2 separate regions of the Mus musculus genome follow, and region 1 is linked to region 2. The links are chromatin contacts, called in public Hi-C maps. All regions are on one chromosome and are shown on one strand. The core of a region is the stretch at or near the end of the contact, and the rest is flanking DNA. Distances in the headings are between cores, read along the strand shown. Region 1 holds the start of Tmem74 (transmembrane protein 74). Region 2 has its middle 66 kb from the start of Tmem74.

Evidence for each region. A called contact is a pair of places that touch in the nucleus more often than the background predicts.
Region 1: a contact with region 2 is called in a Hi-C map of cortical neurons, with 2.7 times the contacts expected there. The contact joins the promoter of Tmem74 here to the enhancer-like site in region 2. A contact is called at or near these places in 3 of 484 Hi-C or Micro-C datasets (cortical neurons and nephron progenitors) and 3 of 9 other capture datasets (adipose tissue, liver and pancreatic islet).

The regions. Positions count from the first base shown.
Region 1 is chr15:43,868,161-43,871,580 of GRCm38.p6, forward strand. Tmem74 (transmembrane protein 74) reads right to left here and starts at 1,869. Exons shown (of 2, transcript NM_175502.3): 1 at 1,751-1,869.
Region 2 is chr15:43,802,556-43,805,879 of GRCm38.p6, forward strand. No RefSeq gene overlaps it. Among named protein-coding and RNA genes, the nearest start is that of Tmem74, 66 kb to the right of the region's middle. Within about 2 kb of position 1,781, at least 18 of the 459 cell types and tissues checked have an H3K27ac peak or open chromatin away from gene starts, as enhancers often do. A contact at or near this core is called in cortical neurons, where this site is marked.

The DNA.
Region 1 (3,420 bases), core at 619-3,118, 66 kb after region 2:
GTTTATACTCCAGTTCAGAACAGATTCTAATACAGATCAACTTTAATGAATGCATGTTCCTCTCAGCTGGGGCTAGTTGCATCAGCATCTTGATTTAGCAGCTATGGAGTGAATGAAAAGGATGACTTAATCAGCCAGTGACTAAAGGAGGGATCAGAACTAGTGATTCACCTACTGAAATGGTTAGTAACCCACTTCCACAGCTCTGGGCTCAGTGGTAAATACCCATACGCACTACTACTCTGCTTAATTCACTCCCTCTTCCACAGGGCCATCCTACCGACATCACTGTGATTTCTACAAAACACAATGAGCCAGTCCACTTCACACACATACAAACCGCTTGCTCCCAGAGTGTCTGCCGTTCCCACTCACTGAGTTACTTCTCCCTACAGTTTGCCAACAAACAGTCAAGAGAAAGTAGCCACCCGGAAGTGTTTACAAACCCAGCACAAGTAGGGTGAGGAGTGAGAAGCAATTTCCAAGGCTAGCCCTGAAACACTATCTATGGCACTCTCTCACCTCCACGTTACCAAGAGTCTTGATAAGATAGAATTCTGTGTTGAACAGTAAGCCATCTGCTCATCTTTCCTGCCTCTGCTAGCTTCCTGGGGGGAAAAAATTCATCCCCACTCTCATCAAATATAGGAGGTTTAGTCAAGAACTCCTTTTGCTTTTATTTCAATCCAGAGTTGTTTAATCCATGATTGGAAGGGTAAGAGTCAAAATCCCCAATTCCAGCAGCTGGTGACAGAGGTTCAAGCAAGCCTCCCTAAGACAGTCAGGCAACTCACAGAACGGAAAAGAACCTTGACATGGTCATGCTTCCTGCTGCACTTCAAGCTTGCCCCACCCGGTCCTGTGTACTAAAATTATAAAAAGAGCGACAACAAAAAGGAGAAAAACACAGTGCTAAGAGTAAGGAAACTGTAACCGAATCAGAGTTTTCTTTCATCATGTGGACAAGCCCCCACAGAAGGATCCTTCAATGATGGAAGCAATGGGAACCGGTTTCATCAATTACCGAAATCATCACAGATGGATCCCTGAGGCACGAGTCGCTCTGATTAACCTTTGGCACAATTAGCTAATCATATTAGACTCCTTTATATAAAACTGGCAGGATCCCCCACGAAACTTCCAATTTATAACAGAGCGGGAATATTCTCTCTCTCTCTCTCTCTCTCTCTCTCTCTCTTTCTCTCTCTCTCTCTCTCCTTTCTCATCGGCTCTATGCTAACTGTACTGTCGATTTGCAGATCCGTAATCCAGCATCAGTTTAGGATGGATAATCCCAGGGGACCGGCTAAAGGTATCTTCTTCCCTCCCCACAGCCCTCTCTCTGTTTAAAAGCCCATTTAATGAGATTGCACCTCCAAGGCAAGAGTACCGTTTTCCCTAGTCTGCTGTGCAATTAAAGGCAGTAAAATACAGGCAGAACAGATAGGAACAAGGCTGGTCTGCAGAAGACCGCGTAGGGTAGTGGGATACAGGATGCAGGATGAGCGCACTGGGTTTATAGGACCCGCTGCCAGCACTGGACAGGGGTGCCCCCAATAGGCTGCGGGATCAATCATTTCTCCCAGCAGACTCTTGGCCCATCAAGGCACCTGCAGTCTGGCTGCATCCGCTTAGGTCCTGCAGGCACCTCAAGCGGGAATGGGGATGCGTTCCCCGGCTCCTTTTATCTCCAAGCTCCGGTTCTTTCCACTCCGCGCGCTTCCTCCCCACCCCACTCTCTGCTACTCACCTTCTGCTTTGGCCACTCAGTAAAGCTGAAGCTGTGAACACTCGCGTCCGCATGGCACCCGGAGAAAGTCCGTTATTTCTAGCCACAGCACTTGTAGCCTGTGTTTGCCGCTGGGTTATGCTGGGTGGGCGGTGCCCGCCGAATCGGGCAGGGCGGGGCAGGGCGGGGCGGGGTGCTTCCTCTGCTGAGCATCCCGGGAGATGTAGTTCAGGGGAAGTCCTTGCATCTCTTCGTTCGCGTTGTCCAGCATCTCCAGGATTTTGCTCTTCTGGGAAACAGTTTCCTCCATCCAAGCATTTACCTGCCTGAGCTTCGAGCTCTGGCCTCTCTAAGGTGAGTGTGTCTCCCTTACATCCCCAGCCCACCATCCTCTCATCCACCTGCTTCTAGTGCAGCCACAGGATTCTGGAGGACTAGGGAACCAAGCAATACATTTACTTCCAACTGTGTGCCAAGCAAGTTGCATACTTTGTCATATTGAATAGTCAAAACACATTTTCAAAGTAGAAGATTTTTATCAATTTTCTTTTTTAAAATGAGGAAGAGGGCTCAGAGAGATTCATGGCTCCCTGCCTACAAAAGTTAGGAGATCAATAAATAGTAGCATTTGAAATCTTATCCAGGAGTGTGATTCCAAAGTCGTTGCCTTTCCCATAAAAGAGGAAGAATATGAACACTGAGAGTAACAGTGTCAGTTTCTCCCCTGTACTTACTGTTATATCTTGGATCTGTTGAATGTATTAATAAATTAAAAGTTGGGATCCTTTATTGACAGGGCCTTTCCTACACATTTTACTTAATTCATTCATTTTTAGAGGTATTGTGAAAGTCCTCAATTTTACAGAATATCTGAGCTGCAAAATGCCCAAACTTATGCCACTGATTCAGTAAGTTCTAAGCATTATGTTGTACTGACTGGGGGTAGGGGGCGAGAGCAGAGGGTAAGAGAGGGATCAGGTTTGGTAATGAAAATTGAAGATTGCCGCCACTCTTGAGATAGGACAAGCTAACACCTCCTTTACTCAAAGTAATATTCAGCAGCACATCTTGGAAATAATGTGTTTGTGGATCATCTCCAGGTGTGATTTTTGAGACCATTGATTGATTCCATCCAAGAAACATAAGATTACAGTATCCATGCCATTTTCTGCTTGCAAGTAGCTCACATAAATGCTGCGGTCACACTTGAGAGACAGATTAGCTTCTTAAAGTGACACAGCAAATGATAATACCTTTTTTTTTATTCACAAACATTTTTAAAAGTCAATCTCTTGGTTCTTATTTCTTCTCTGGCTCACTATACTATATGACGGAGAATGTATTTTCTCTGTTTCTTGATTCCAGCCAGCCTTCAAAGACACACTTGCCAACCTTATTTATGAAGGACCCTCTCAGGACTATAGATTGGAAATAGAACCCAAACATAGTGTAGGTGCCAAAAAGGGAACAACTAAGATGTGAAAATATCCTGAGCTGATGTTAAATAAGGAGGTGCAGAAGGAACTTTGGATATTTAATTAAATGAGGAGACATTAGCAATATAAAAACTAGCTTTAGATAAAGTTGATTAAAACACCATGGTTTTTAAAGTGGAAAGCATAACCAAGGATGGTTAATAGAAACTATGAATGATAATATGTTACCACTTAGGTGTTTACACTATCTGTAAG
Region 2 (3,324 bases), core at 531-3,030:
ATTACCCAAGGAGCTAAAGGGAACTGCAACCCTATAGGTGGAACAAAAATATGAACTAACCAGTACCCGGGAGCTCTTGTCTTTAGCTGCATATGTATCAAAAGATGGCCTAGTCGGTCATCACTGAAAAGAGAGGCCCATTGGACTTGCAAACTTTATATGCCCCAGTACAGGGGAACGCCAGGGCCAAAAAGGGGCAGTGGGTGGGTAGGGGATTGGGGGGGTGGGTATGGGGACCTTTGGGATAGCATTGAAAATGTAAATGAGGAAAATACCTAATAAAAAAAAAAGAAAAGAAAAGAAATCCACCTGTCTTTGCCTCCCAAGTGCTGGGATTAAAGGTGTGTGCCACCACTGCCTGGTAAAAGTACTTTTCATTTTAAACCTTTTTGCTCTTCTAGAAGTTTATGATCTATGTATGCACACTCTGCTTGGAACACTGATTTGAAGAAATAAATCTATTCACAGTGCCAAACTAACTGTAACCACATTAGCTCTGGCTTTTATCTTCTCCTTTTATGTGAGAAACCACTGTATCACTTTAGCTGCATTAGATTTCAAAACGCAAGCATTAAGGAAAGAAGTTGTACTCTTTGTAGCTGTCTGACTCTGTTTCTTATTCTTGTAAACTTATTTTTACTCCTCATCCTATAGTGTCACATAAGTTACCTATTTTCCTAAGTTAGCACATGCAGTAGAAATTGCTCATCCTTTCTTTGTTACCTTCCACCTATGAAAGCCTGCCTCTCTGAGAAACTGTGTTTTCAACTAGAAAAAGAAAACAGTGCCATAGAATTAAGTAGAAGTAGACTAGGAACCAGAACACATCAGCACAAGCATGAATCACTATTATTATGAATGACCCAGTGTGACATTTCAATCAGCAAAGCTATAAATCAATAGAGATGCTGTAACTGAAAACAATTTGCAGACCATGTCTGCTAGCAGCACAGTCGGCATTTCCTCCCTCCTTGTTGCTTTATGTAGTCGATGGTTTCATGCATAGCAACAGCCTTGAAACAGATCGGCAAGAACATAATGAGCACACTTTCAGCAGCAAGTGTTAAATCATCCATATCTGCTTTCATGCGTTAAGTCTCCATTAATTCAAGGGTTGGTATTCTCAGTTGAAAAGAATGAAAATGACTTTATGTTGTTTACTGTACATGAATAAATTGAACAGTTGGTTGTAAAGTGGAACATAATTTATGTCTTTTTTCTCCCTCAAAAGAGAATCCTGGCAGTATTGTCATGGAATTTGTTTAGTTTTATTCTTTGTTTGAGTAATCTGCTCCTTTGATCTAAAAGAATCCATAGAAAATGCTGTCATATAACAACAAAAGGCCTTACCAAAAATTAAATGAAAAATGGAAAACAATTTTATTGATCAGGAAAAGTAGCACCCATGAAAAACAAATGCAAGATTCTAGAAGGTTTGTCAAACACAAATCTCCAGTTATCATATCTTATCCTGCTGGTATGCTTGTAGAAATAAGAGAAAGGCAAAAATACACAGATTTTTTTATTTTTATAGCTTTGTAAAGTCACCTGGCACGTTTGCCTGTGCTTTGGCGTATTTTAGCTTTTCTTGGCGCCTACAGTACTGAAACTAAAAACACATTCTTCTCAAGAGCTTTATCTATCTGGTAATTAAAAAAATCAATCCATAATGTCAATAAGCTCCAACCGCTTAGTTTATTTTTGCACAGAATTATAATTTCCTCTGAGGCTTATTCTATCTCTCCTACCTCCAGAGCCCTCCACCACCCTCCAGTGTTACTCTGGGAGCAACTTCCTAAGGGGGAGAAGTCTGCAAATGCTGGGGAACATGTGAACACAACCTACTTGGGAGCCTTTATTTAGAAAGCTTTTATCCAGAGATTTAGAAAATGCCAACCAAGGTATTCAGCCAGGGAATAAAAGAAGGTGCCTAATGCTTGGCACACCTACATCCTGGAAGAACTCAGCATTTCTCTTATTTTGCACGTGAAATCATTATATAGGGATTAAAGCATCATTTGCAAGAACATGCTGGCCAGCAGATTCTGTGGGGTGGGAGTGGGGGGGTTGGAGTTAATCTAATCTCACTTCAGATCCATCAAGTAATTTCTGTCTGCATCATTTGACTATCTTTGAAGAAGAGGTCAGAATTTTACCCTACTTCAAATAAGCAGAATAAAACAAGAGTAATTTCAAGCAATAACAGTCAAATTTGGGAGCAAAATGATTAAAAGATATGCTTAATACAATGTGCTATTTGATGCCACTTAAAACATGCTATTTCAGAACAAGCCATCCTCCAGGTCAGTTATATTACAGTTGGAGGGGCAAACAACTCAATTCTTCACATATCCCCAAGAAGACTGAGCAATGAGGAACCCCAGTTTCAGCAAAAATTTTCTATAAAGGACCATAGACCCAAAATTTAGGCTTGAGAGTTGCCATAACCCATATTGCAGCCATTCAATTCTTTGAAGGGCAGAGGTACCCATAGGTAATGCACAAACAAGTGTCTATCTTCCCATTAAACTTTATTTATGACCACTAAAATCAGTATTTCATACTTGTACTTGCTACTTAGTTTCTCTTTCCACTTGTGCAACATTCAAATGCTATCCCAAGGAAAATAATTTCCATAGGAGGATCATTTGACTGAAAAAGATTCACATTCATTTCTCATCAAAATAGAAGTGGTTGCATAGCTAGCTAATGCACATTTAAAGTTAGATGAATTATTAAATTATCTTTAAAAAAGTATCTTGCTCTTCTCTCATGACACAGATTTTCCAATACACACCCATACAGAGTCTTAGAAATTGCTTGTGCTTTTTCTGTGTAGGTGCTGGGTTCTCTATATATTAGGCATTAGTCGCAAACATTTCTTGAACTATTTGGCAATGGTTTTTATTTGTTGACATATGTGACATTGTGATTTATAATAAGAAAAGTTTTTTTTTCTTTATCCAGTAATAAGGATGGATAAGGCTGTTAAACCCTTGGAATCTCTGAAATTGAATCTTTTGTATACTGAAGATGACTAGCAGTGAAGAGTTTTCCAATTTTGTCTCAAGAAGGGGCTATATGCCAGGAGATTGAACTCTGTAACTAGAAGATTAGAGCTTGTATTTCTTTATCCCGTTCATACTCTGTTCCACCTTGAGAGCAGAGAGAATGGCTAATTGCCTATAATTTAATCATCGTGACTACTGGTAAAGTCCCTCCCCCATAATCCAAGAGGATATAGCTTTGACAGTAGGATGACAAATGGAGGTTTGAAGAGCGTGGCATGCCTTAGAGAACCTTAGAGAAGTCTTTACGCACCAC